Regions from separate parts of the Gossypium hirsutum genome. Here region 1 is linked to region 2. Evidence: chromatin contacts called from public Hi-C data. All regions are on one chromosome and are shown on one strand. Each heading gives the region's core, a stretch centred on a gene start, on an enhancer-like site or on the middle of the called end of the contact. The rest is flanking DNA. Distances are from core to core; before and after follow the strand shown. Region 1 holds the start of LOC107897549. Region 2 holds the start of LOC107897553 (E3 ubiquitin-protein ligase MIEL1).

Region 1 (6,166 bases), core at 1,602-4,101, 270 kb after region 2:
TTATTTTTTTTATTCATTTAGCTAATGTCATCAAATACCAAATCTACTCAATTTTTGACTTTTTGATTTTTCATTTATTACTCTTCATGTACAGCCATACACATATATAATGGCCTAATTACTCATTAAGGACCTCAACTTTTAAGTTCATAGCTATTTAACACCTTTAGCTAATAGAATGCAACTTTCGCATTTTACGCGATTTAGTTTTTTTCCTCAAATTGAGCTATTAAACAAAAAAAATTAGCTCATGAAATGTTTACACATACATATTCACATGCTATAAACACTAAAATTAATATTAAAATAATTTTACAATTTTGGATTTGTGGTTCCGAAATTACTGTTCCGACTAGGCCGAAAATCGGGATGTTACAATGATATTTATTGAATTTTGTTTGTTCAAAAATATTAATAGGAGATAAATTGGGATTTTAAAATTCTTCTTCTAAAATAAGAAAAATAGTAGAAAAGATTGATATAATCAATTTCTAGTGCTTGAGCCTCGAACGTCTTCTTCCACTACTTTAGGTGTACCCGTTAAAGATTTTATTAATTCACTATATGAATAACTAGCTTTCAATAACAATGTATATTCTTTAAATCCTCTATATTTTACTTAAGGTAAGATAAGAAACTTTTTTTATCTTTTTATAATGGCTAAGATAGAGCCACCGTAATTTTATGGCTCAACTAGAAAACATTTCCCTTGTACAAAGGTAAGGGTGTTTGGTTTAAACAAAAGAACTATCTTTAAAGTAGGTGTTTACAATGTGTAAGAATGATGCTCTCTAAAATATTTATAAGAGAAAGATAAAAAAACATGCACTAAAGTGATTTCTTTTGATTGTGTGTCTCTTGCTTCTTGGAGTGTTCTTCCTTCTTGATTTCCTTTGAATATCATCTTCCATTTAGAAAATACACAAAATTTTCATGTTTTTATGATGGTACAGATAGAAGTAAAAGATCATTCATGTTGCACACAATTAAGACAATAGAAACAATTCTTTATATTCCATAACAATGGCAGTTTCCAAGGTAAAATCTTTACAAATACAATGTGGGATTCACTAGTTTTAGATGTTTTTTAAGGTTAGGGAAAGCTGCTTATACCTCAAGTCATGTTCTAATACAAAACTGGTTCATTCAATGAAGCAATCAGCTTTCAAAAGATGGATTGTTCACCTAATTCCTGACCAGCCATCCCTTCCCTCAGCACTCTCGCGAAGAACTCTTCCAACGTATTGGTTCCATAGCTTGGTGTTTTCTCGGCACTGTATTCTCCGGTTTCGGGATCCAAAATCAACATACTTTCGGCAGCGTAATATCTCCCGATTTTACCGAACTCGGCGGCATCTTCCATTGAAGGGAAGATCTTAACAAGGAAGTCGAGAATCCCAATGGCAAAGTCCATGATCCCAATAGGCACTTTCAAGAACTTTGGTTCCTTCCCTACAAGCTTAAACAACATCTCCCCTTGCTCCAGTGGTGTCAATGCCTTCCCCGGACCGCCTATCGGCAAAATCTGATTAATCTTATCCTCTTTCAAAACACAATCTGAAATGAAGGAAGCCAAATCTTGTTCACTAATTGGCTTACAAGCACATAATTTGCCATCACCAAACATCACATAAGGCTTTCCATCTTTCACTAAGTCAACTTGACCCCCTAAACTCTTAAAGAATGCAGTTGGCCTAACAATACTGTAAGTAAACCCGTCATCTCCTTCGGCTTCTTTCATCAATTCGGCCTCAAATTTCAGCTTAGCTCGCTGGAATTCGAGGAGGGGTTTTTGGACACAAATGGCAGATAGCAACACAAAATGTGAAGCCCCAAATTTCTTACCAGCGACAAGGCTGTTCTTTGTAGCTTCGTAATCAATTTTCCATGAATCCTTAACACCACCAGTACGGCTAGCAAGACAAGAGACAACAACATCAATGGGAAACCCTAAATTTTTCACAGAATTCTCCAAAATGTCGAAATTGGTGACATCAGAGAAACATACATTAGCTCCATTTAAATCACTCAAAGTATCTTCCTTGCTGTTTTTGCCTCTAATCCCACTTCTTTCCCTAGCAATGGCTATAACATTAAACCCTCTATTGACCAACTCTTTCACCACAAATTTCCCCATATAACCGGTAGAACCCACCACCAAAACATTGATGTCTTTTGGGTTCTTGTTTCTAAATGAAGCTGATACAGCTGTTTCAACAGGCTTTGTTGCTAAAGCTTTAACAAGTTTAAACCTTTCTACATTAAAGGGTATTGATTTTGAAGTAAAACTAGCTGGTTTTACCTGGATTTGATTGATGAACTGAGAACTGAAACGTGTTTTGTGAGTTCGGGACTTTGGTGAGTGAACAGTGAAGGCATTGAAAGATAAACAAAGTGACATTTTCTTTTACCTAAGAAGAGAAATCTGGGGAAACTGGTCTTTGTCACTCAAAATTAAAGACAGAAAGGGAAAGAAAATGTGGGAACATTTGAGGTGAATGATGAACAAGATTGGAGGTTTCCATGGCCAGTAAAGTTCCTCCAGCTAAAAGAAAAATCTAATGAAGATTGGTGGTGGATAACATTGATGATAGCCCCAGCTGATAAAAGAATTATATAGAATTGCTCGTTTTCTCCATAGATAGTGATAAATATTAATTTCATCCCCCTAACTTTTCAAACTTTCTTTCTTAGTCCCTGGGCCCAATGGGCTGTCTGTGGCCAAGAAATGAAAAGGCCTTTTTATATATGTATATGTAGTGTTATAAATATTAGGCCCAAAAAGACCATTTGAGCCCAGGGACAAATCTTGTAGTTGAAAGCTGAAACGACGCTGTTTCATTCATATTGTTATTATAGGAGTCAATAATAGGTATAACTATCTGATTCTTAACTTCAATATTCACTTGAAGAAGAAAACAAATTCCCATACCAAAAATAAAATTATTTTATCAATCATTAATTTTTATTTTTCAGTTTTAGCCGATAACAAAAAAACCATGAATGAATCTGATTATACATACAGTTCAATCCCAAACGATGTAGCTCTCAAAATTGCTTCTTCCCTTGAGGTAATTTGCTTCCTCTTCATTTCCATCCTTTCTTTTCTTCTTTCTGGGTATCGGTGGAATCTAAACATGGTTTCCGGGTCGTCTGGTTTTTAGGTGACTGATCTTTCCTGCTTGAGTTGTTGTTCTCGGGTGTGGAGGGATTTATGGGGCTCCGATTGTTTATGGGAACCCTTATTTAAACAAAGATGGCCTCTTTTATATGAAGATGTCTTGAAAGTCCCCGACTTCAAGGTGTTTTTTTTTTAAGTTTTATTTATGGTAATTTAGCTTTGGAATTGTTGGTTTTGGCTTAATTGCAATGGGTGTTTCGAGTTCTTTTGCGGTTTATCATTCAAGTTGAAACTGTTAGTGTTGAAGTAAATAAATGTAATTAAATATGTTAGGCAAATTCAATTGTTTGTATTGATATGAAAATTGTTGAGAAAAAAAAATTAAAAATGATGCTAGGGTTGGAGGGGATTTTACATAAAGCAGCACAAGGAGATGAAGGATCAAGCTGATTCGGTTATTAAATTTGTAGAAAATTGTTTGCAATCCGAATCAATCCAGGTCAACGACTATCTGAAAGCGATTGAATGCCAGAAATTGATGGGGTTCGGGTTTAAAGATGTTCAAATGTTGCTGCTCAAACCAAAGCTGAATGTTTTGCTTAACCTGGTTGGACTTCATTACTGCCTTAACATCCTTAAAGTGCCGGTAACTTTTCATGCTTTATGTATTTTTCATGCATTTTTTTCTTGTATGCTTGTTTTGTTTACATCGTGGAATTAGTGTTCTTAGATGGTCACAAGCGCAGCTGAAAGCTAAACCAGCGTGGCTGCTTTTAGATAATGGTTTCTCTATAGATTTTGAATCTGTATTTCTAGATATGTTAATGCTACACATGTTAGAACTAAAAAAATTATGAATGATACCAAGCAGGCTTCGGATGTCATGGAAGCGCTCAAGAGTAGCAACATTAAAAACCGCCAAATTTGTATCAAATGGTGGAAGCTCGGCAGATGGTTCTATGGATTCCGTATGCGGGATGAATTCCATTTTCGATGTCTCTCTCTAGAAGATCTTGCATCGTCAAAAGACGATTTAGACGGGCTGGGGGTGCTTCAACGAGGAGCCATTCATGAGGTTTTACAAGTTCAGATATCCATTGTTAGTTCCAGAAGCAATCCCTGGGCCTAATCAAAGCTCGCAAGCACCAGTTTAAACAATGGGGAGAATAAGGTAAAAGAATCATAGAGGTCTTTGTATTAAGAGTCAGATTATAGTTTGTCCCTTTCAGATTATAGTTTGTCCCTTTTACTCAAAAAATGGATAAATTAATCACTGTATGTTAGATTAAAAAGTAAATTGATGATTCTGTTAAAAATTCAATCGATTTTATCGTTAAAAATTGGTCTTTGTACGACTGTATAAGGAACAAGTGGCATGTCACCCTTTGATTATTTTTTAGTGATACCAATTTTTAACAGTAGAAATGAATGAAAATTTTAATAAAAATGACCAATTTGCTATTTGATATAGTGTACAAGGACTAATTTATTTATTTTTTGTGTAGAGGGATCAAAATGTAATCTGACACTTGGTATAGGAACTTCATGGTATTTTTACAGGGAAAACTATGAATAAATGATCTGCAGATGTACAATGTTTATGTAAGTTAATATTTATATAGATCTATTGCAGACTAATATATAACTTTCTTTTATCAATTTTATTTGCAATTATTTGATCTTTTACTAGCCTTCACACTCTTGGAATTCAATATTATAAGCTTAGGTTACTCGGACTCGTGTTTGATTGATAGAGACAAGAACATGAAACAACAATTTATCAGATTTCAAACAACAATTCAGATTGTTAAAAAACAACACCTAAAATCTGAAGAAAATACAAAAAAAATCAACCCAACAGCATGTTTTTATGAAATACAATAGGCAAAAAGAGCTTCAAGTTCATACAAATGCTGCCTCGAAGACCTTACCTGCAATGGGGCACAGTCAAAAGAGACAATGGAGCTCGAACCGAAGCTTTTCAATGGTAACGGTAGACAGTATAACCGGTAGGTCGCGGTTGCTGCAGGCAGACTGCCATGAGAGCTACGGCTATGACTAAAACAATGAGAAGACCAGTGAAATCTAAGCCACCACCATCATCAGATTCCATGCAACAAAATTTCCCCATTGGAAGTGAACTTCGCTGGTTAAAGCTCAAATCTTGTTTGTTTGTGAGTTTAACATTATGATTGAGATGAAACATATAAAAGATATAGAAGAATCTTGGGATCTGCAAAGTCAACTTTACATGGAATAGTTTATTATTGAAGTCGGTTTCTTGGAACGTAGCCCCAACTCATCTTTAATATTTTAAATTTGTCTCCTTAATTTATTCGTTGCTCTTTGGGGGTCTAAATACTATTTTGCTTCACAAGATTGTCATTAATGGTTTACAAAATCTAAAAACACACTAATTTGTTGTTCTACTCTTTCATAGGACTTGAAAAATATAATTCCAACACCAACATAACTCAAGTATGTCCTGGCGATGTGGATTACGCGAGTGGTTAAAATGGAAGAACAACTCGACTGAAAGTGTTCCAATGTATAATTTTTTTATTAATAAAACTGGTGTGAGTGTTCAGACACTGTATATGAACAAGTATTTGCCAGAACCCATTGGAGAAGTGAAAAAAGAAAAGAGGCACAACAGCATGCAGGCAAAAGATTCCCTAGCAAACTAAATCGAGTTCCTTCCATGATAAATCCCGGCAACGAAGATGAAGGTATGAGTTATTCCGAAACTCCAAGAAAGTGGGCAAAGCTAGGATATTTTGGCTCCCATCCTAATTCCTTACGAGTATTCGAGTTGTTCAACTTCTTGCCCAAAGGATCACTGGTGCCTGCAAGTATACAACATATATCAGATGATGCAAGTTTTACATATCAAAGAACTAGGAGAACCATAACCCCATACCCATATCAAAATATATTCTAAGGTTAAGAAATGTAAATAAGAAACCACCTGTAAAGCCTTGGAACTTTTTGTCAAATTTCCCACTTTTATCAACCAAATCCATTACTTCTTGCCTGCAGAAAAAG
Region 2 (6,336 bases), core at 2,167-4,666:
ACTAAAGACATTTTAGGATGACCTTCAGTGCGACCCCAAATAAAATATCTAACCAACTTTTCAATCTACAAGCAGACACCTCTCGGAATCATCAGAGACTTCATAAAAAATTTGGCATAAAAAGAAGAACTGATTGTGCTAAGGTGATTTTCCCTGCCATGGATAGCGTCCTAGCATCCCAACTCTGTAGTTTTTGCCTTATCTTATCCACCATAAAGCTTAGAGTATTTTTGATAAACCTTTCATGAAGGAGAGGCACACCTAAATACTTACCTAAATTCTAAACTTCTTGAAAACCAAACATTTGAATAATTTGATTGTGAACATCACTTGATGTAATCTTGGAAAAGAAGATACTACTCTTCCTAATGCTAATTCGATGCCTCGAAGTCTCACAAAACTGCTTAAGGATGGAATCGAACAGCCGAGCTTGATCAAGATAAGCTTTACAAAAGATAACAAGGTCATCCGCAAAAAATAAATGAGAGATATTAGGGCTATTGCGTGATAACCGAATTAATTCCCAATTACCTAACTCCATTTTCATGCGAATAATGTGCCCCAACCATTCTATGCAGAGAACAAATAGGTATGGCAACAGAGCGCATCCTTGACGGATTCCTCTAACTGATTTAAACTTACGAGTAGGCACACTATTCCAAAGGATCTGCATAGAAGAGGACGAAATAGCTGACATGATCACTTTACGCAAAAAAAAAATAGGGATTCTGGCTGCATTCAAAGAAGTATCTCCCAGCTAACTCTGTCATATGCTTTTTCCAAGTCTAACTTAACGGCCATCCAGTTTTTCCCTTTCCGCTTACACCGCATGGAGTGAATAACCTCCTGAGCAAGAATAATGTTGTCTGAAATATTCCGGCCAGCTATAAAACCAGTTTTCCTGGGAGATTAGCTTGGGAAAAATCACCTTAAACCTATTAGCGATCACTTTCATCACCAACTTGTAAAGCACAGAGCACAAGCTAATGGGCCGAAATTGGCTGAAATCTTCAGGATTCTCTTTTTTGGGAATTAAGACAATCAGCGTGTTATTCAGTTCCTGATCAATTTGTCTTCCAGAGAAGACCTCTTTGACCCATTGACACACATCTCTACCAAGAGTATCCCACTAACTTTGAAAAAAGAGGGCATTATATCCATCACTACCAGGCGCTTTTAGAGGCGCCATATCAAAAAGTGCCCTTTTGATTTCCTCATCTGTGACTTCAGCTTCCAAAAAAGAGATTTCTGAAAGAGTAAGGTTAGGAAAACCAAAACAAGGCATACCTCTTAAAATAGGGGGAGTCTCGCCATACAGCCTTTCAAAGAATTCTACCGCTTTAGATTGTAAGATATCTTGATCAGAACACCAATCTCCACCATCTATATGTAAGGTAGAAATGCGATTGAATTTCCTTCTCTTAATCGTGCGACTATGATAGAATTTTGTGTTTTTATCTCCTAACTGCAACTAGTCACAATGAGCCTTTTGTCTCCAAAGTAAGTCTTCATGGTCAAGGATGTTTTCCAATTCATCACGAACTTCCAATTCTTTCTGAGCTGACTAGATGAAAAATGGTTAATGGCCTTTTGAATATTACTAAGTGATCTCAAAAGGAGATGTTTTCAAACACCCAAAAAACCATACACATCCCTATTCTAAAGTTTAACAGAAAAAGTAAAATTATTAAGAGAATCAACCATATTACCAACAAAATTCCACTTATCTTTAACAAATGTGGGGAAAGATTTATGCTGCATCCATCCTGCTAAAAATCTGAAAGGTCTTCCTTTAGGAACGCCATGATTCGGACTAGTGGATAGCAAAAGAGGCTGATGTTTAGATTTAGTACGAGTGAACCAAGCACTGCAGAAAAGTTAGCATCCAATCATCATTTGCTAAAGCCCGATCCAATCTTACAAAAGTACCACCGCATTGTCATGTGAAGGAGGGTCCACGAAACCCTAAATCCTGCAAAGCACAAGAGTCAACGAAATTACAAAAAAATTCATAGCGTTTACCTATATTAAAAGGGCTTTTCTTATCTGCAGGAGATAAAATAGCGTTAAAATCCCCCATGATGAGCCAAGGAATAGGCTAGACTAGAGATACAAATTTTAAACTATCCCAAAGGAGCTTGCGTTTCAACCTGTCAGGGCTACCATAAACAAAAGTGATTAAAAGAGACTTATTTAAAATAAAATTGTCAACGCTACGGGAAATAAATTGAGGATGGTTACTACATAATGCGAATTCTAAAAGAATCCTTCCATACAGCTTCAACCCGATGAGAAGAATTGAAGCCCAATTGTTCAATAATAAAATTGGTTTTTTTACCGCTTACTCTAGGTTCAACCAGACATACAATATTTGGACTATGCTCCAAATTATATTCGCGGAAGGCCTGAAAAAAATTTCTACTAGCACACCCTTGACAATTTCAAGAGAAAATTTTTAGATTAGGTACCATCAACATAAAAAACTATATAAATAAGAGAAAGAATATAAACATACTCTAGATTAGATGTTATTTTTAAACATACAATTGTATTCTAAATCATTAGTTTCCAAGAATATAATAAGAATTGCAATAATAATTATTATTGTGTTTTGTGACCATCAACGTGAACTCTACTGCTCATAAATAATTTGTTAAAATAAATAAAATTTGAATTAAACTAATTTTACTTTAATGCTTAAGTTAGGGTTTATTATGCCTAAATTTAAATATATTTAAAAGTTCATTAGTCGAGCTGACGTAATTTTTAATTTAATCCAAAGCTCAAAAGTTTTTTATGTCACTTAAAAAGGAAATTATATTTATCAATTTTTTTTTCATTAATTTATCACTAAAAGATTCCTTTTTTTAACTTATTAAACTAAAATATGAGATTAATGATAGTAATAATATTATATAAATAAGAAAAGTTAAATTGCAAATTAAATTGAAAATGTAATCAATGTATTTTAATTTAGTAGAGTTTAAATTTTTTTATCCTTAATTTCTATTTTACTATTCATATCTCTCAACAATATCATCTCTAACATTTTGAATCTAAATTTTTTTCTGAAAAATACTCAACCTGTTATTCATGTTTTTCTTTGGATAATGCAATAAGGAAAACCATAATTCAGGTTTTAAGTTTAATCAATTGATATGAAGGAAGAACAATTTTTGGATTCAGCTTCAAGTTGAATGGAAACAAAAAGCGACTTGCACATGATTGTTAAAATGCCCCCAAAAAGAAAAATTACGGACTGAAACACGATTCGCTGACACTGCGGCAACTGGTCCCTCTCTCTTAGTCATCACTGGCAGGCACTCCCCCCACCTTATCCTTTGTCTCTCTCTCCCAACAGAATCTCATTATTTCTATTATTCAATAATTACTATTGCCTTTTTCTTTTTTTGGGTATTCAATTACTATTGCCTTTTAATGTAAGATAGCTATTGTTATATTTTTATATTTTTATATAAACGAGTGGCCCTTTGAAGGCGGGGTTGGGGTTCTTTTCTCTTCATTTAAGAATCCACGACAATCCAAGAAAATTTAAATCCCATCTTCCCAATTCAGGAAACCCCCTCTTCTTTCTTGGTTTCCTCTGGATAATCCAAGAAGAAAAGAACAAAATTTGTCTTCCAATTCTCCTGGAGATGGAGGCCTCTTCAGCCAATGAACGCCTTCATTTTGGGAAGATGGGATATGGGTATCTCTTCTTTCTTCTTATCCCTTTTTTGTTTTTTTGGGGGTCTTTTCCATCAATGATTCATTGGGTTTGTTTGTTTTTTTCCTTTTATAGATGCCAACATTATAGGAGGAGATGTAAGATTCGAGCTCCATGTTGCAACGAGGTTTTCTGGTGTCGCCATTGCCACAATGAGGCTTCGGTATTCGTTTTCAGCATTTTTTCTGCATTCCCCCCCCTTTTTTTTCTATGTTTTAAGCTGAAAGCTCCCACGTTTCTGACTGTTTATGCAATTTCTTGTTCTGGGTATTCATTGTATTTGGATTCACTTATTGGTTCTTCAGAGCTTGTTAAAGAACCCCATGGACAGGCACGAGATTGTTCGCCAAGGCGTTAAACAAGTACGAAATTGAAAATCGCTGTGTTTTTCTTTTCTTTCAATTTATTGTCTTTCTCTTTTCAAGTTAATCATTTGTGCCAATTTGTTTCTGTGTAGGTTATTTGTTCGGTTTGTGACACAGAGCAGCCGGTTTGTGTTTCAGATTTGTATCTTTTAAGACACAAAAGGACCCTTTTCTTTGGTTTATGTTTTCACTTTGGGTGTTGGTTTTTTATGTTGTGTAGGTCGCTCAACTTTGTTCAAATTGTGGCGTCAACATGGGAGAATATTTCTGTGCAATTTGCATGTTCTTTGATGATGATGTAAGTACTTAAGTTTTTTCAAGATATAACTAATGAAATAGTTGATAAACATTAGCTTAAGATATAAGGAATGGATGGGCGTTTGATCCTTGTGTGTTTTACTATATAATGTTTATTTTTTCCATTAATGTTTACCGTTCGGTTACATCTAACGCAGACCGAGAAGGAGCACTTTCATTGCCATGATTGTGGGATCTGCAGGTTAGTTACCAAGTTTTAAGTATATATGGCTGTTATTTTCGTCTTGATTGCTTGAATTCAAGCTATGAGACTTAATCGAATGATTTTTGATACAGAGTCGGAGGTCGTGATAACTTTTTTCATTGCAAAAAGTGCGGTATGTACTTAACACCTTTATATCCCATTTCTTACCTTATCATGCTTGGTTCAAAGTTCTTAGATTCAATCCCATTTTTTACTTTGAAATGGTATTTGTGGCTGATTTTTTATTTCATATTCAGTCGTATTCAATAATTTGCATTTTTCATTGGGTTGTTTCGAACTATTCTGGATTTTGCTGTCATGCACTTTCATAATCGTTCTTGTTTTTGTTCGTCGTTGTTCTCAGTACACTATACTTATGAGTTCATTTTCATGTTTATATTCTTCTACTTTAATTTAGAACTATACTATTTTGATGTGAACTCACCGAAAACATCAGTCAATCGTGTTTTGAGGAGTTTAAACATTGAATTCCATCCCCTGCTTACAGTATCTCTTTTATTCAATGGTACATCTATTTGTTTTGCACAATAACCACACGTACTTATGCCACTGGGCAGGGTCTTGCTATGCCATTGCGTTGCGAGATAATCATTTGTGCGTGGAGAACTCGATGCGGCATCATTGCCCCATATGTTATGAGGTTCATCTTTTCTACTTCCTGCAATTATATTTAGTAAATATTTGTATCCGCTAATAGTGGATCGTATTGCATCTCCAGTACCTATTCGATTCGTTGAAAGATACCACTGTGATGAAATGCGGTCACACGATGCACTGCGAATGTTACTATGAGATGATAAAGCGAAACAAGTGAGTGTCAACGAGTTCTTCCTTGTATAATCTTAACTGTTCTAGTTGTTCTTCCGAATTTAAAACAGTGTTGTTTGCTCAGATATTGTTGTCCTATATGCTCGAAGTCAGTAATCGATATGTCTAGAACCTGGAAGAGGATAGACGAAGAGGTACATATTCTTCGACTTTAAGCTCATCAAACTCGTAATTAACAGCCTTGTCTTTGATTTAGTTGCTTCATTCTGTTTTTGTCCACACTGATTCACAACATAATTATCTTGTTTGTTGTCAGATAGAAGCAACTGTAATGCCAGAGGACTACCGGCACAAGAAGGTGTGTGCATACTATGATTCTTGTTCATATCGAACAACCTGTTGCTTTATATCCGAATCACGTATATCTTGATTTAACAAACGAATGCAGGTTTGGATCCTATGCAATGACTGCAATGACACTACAGAAGTTTACTTCCACATAATAGGGCAGAAATGCAGTCACTGTAAATCATATAACACACGCACAATTGCCCCTCCCATACTTCCTCACTGAAAAGATCACGAGTGAGAAACAAAGAAGTGAGCTCGAGGCATCTAAGGTTTGGGCCTCTAATCATAAACCGGAAGACAAATTCTTGATTACATGTTACAATCATTTAAACTTGTGTTCATCATTGGATTGATTACTGTATCACAATAGTATATGATTCATATGGAACTGCCATTTTTATATCTTATGAATTTCTTTCTCCCATTTCGGAGTTTTAGAAAAAGAATGCAATGGTCGATTGTTTCATTGATAATTGGCTGAACCCTCTTTTTCTGCTCATTTTTTTTTATGTCATCCTTCCATTATTTCTTTTAGAACATTTATTATCCAGTGGAAGTTATATTTGAACTCAAAGCTCAATTTAGTTCATTCATGCAGTCGA

The links. A called contact is a pair of places that touch in the nucleus more often than the background predicts.
Region 1: a contact with region 2 is called in a Hi-C map of leaf, with 2.3 times the contacts expected there. The contact joins the promoter of LOC107897549 here to the promoter of LOC107897553 in region 2. A contact is called at or near these places in 4 of 34 Hi-C or Micro-C datasets (callus and leaf).

Annotation. Positions count from the first base shown.
Region 1 is chrA10:22,100,221-22,106,386 of Gossypium_hirsutum_v2.1, forward strand. It overlaps LOC107897549, which reads left to right and starts at 2,852. Exons shown (of 4, transcript XM_016823036.2): 1 at 2,852-3,071; 2 at 3,165-3,302; 3 at 3,519-3,767; 4 at 3,993-4,780. The coding sequence starts at 3,000. The coding sequence ends at 4,250. It overlaps LOC107895769 (divinyl chlorophyllide a 8-vinyl-reductase, chloroplastic), which reads right to left and starts at 2,623. Exons shown (of 1, transcript XM_041078985.1): 1 at 987-2,623. The coding sequence starts at 2,401. The coding sequence ends at 1,166. LOC107897548 reads right to left here. Exons shown (of 9, transcript XM_016823035.2): 8 at 6,090-6,154; 9 at 5,661-5,967. The coding sequence ends at 5,858.
Region 2 is chrA10:21,833,560-21,839,895 of Gossypium_hirsutum_v2.1, forward strand. LOC107897553 (E3 ubiquitin-protein ligase MIEL1) reads left to right here and starts at 3,417. Exons shown (of 12, transcript XM_016823040.2): 1 at 3,417-3,709; 2 at 3,803-3,890; 3 at 4,033-4,089; 4 at 4,185-4,217; 5 at 4,313-4,390; 6 at 4,548-4,591; 7 at 4,687-4,727; 8 at 5,173-5,255; 9 at 5,334-5,425; 10 at 5,508-5,577; 11 at 5,700-5,741; 12 at 5,832-6,136. The coding sequence starts at 3,657. The coding sequence ends at 5,957.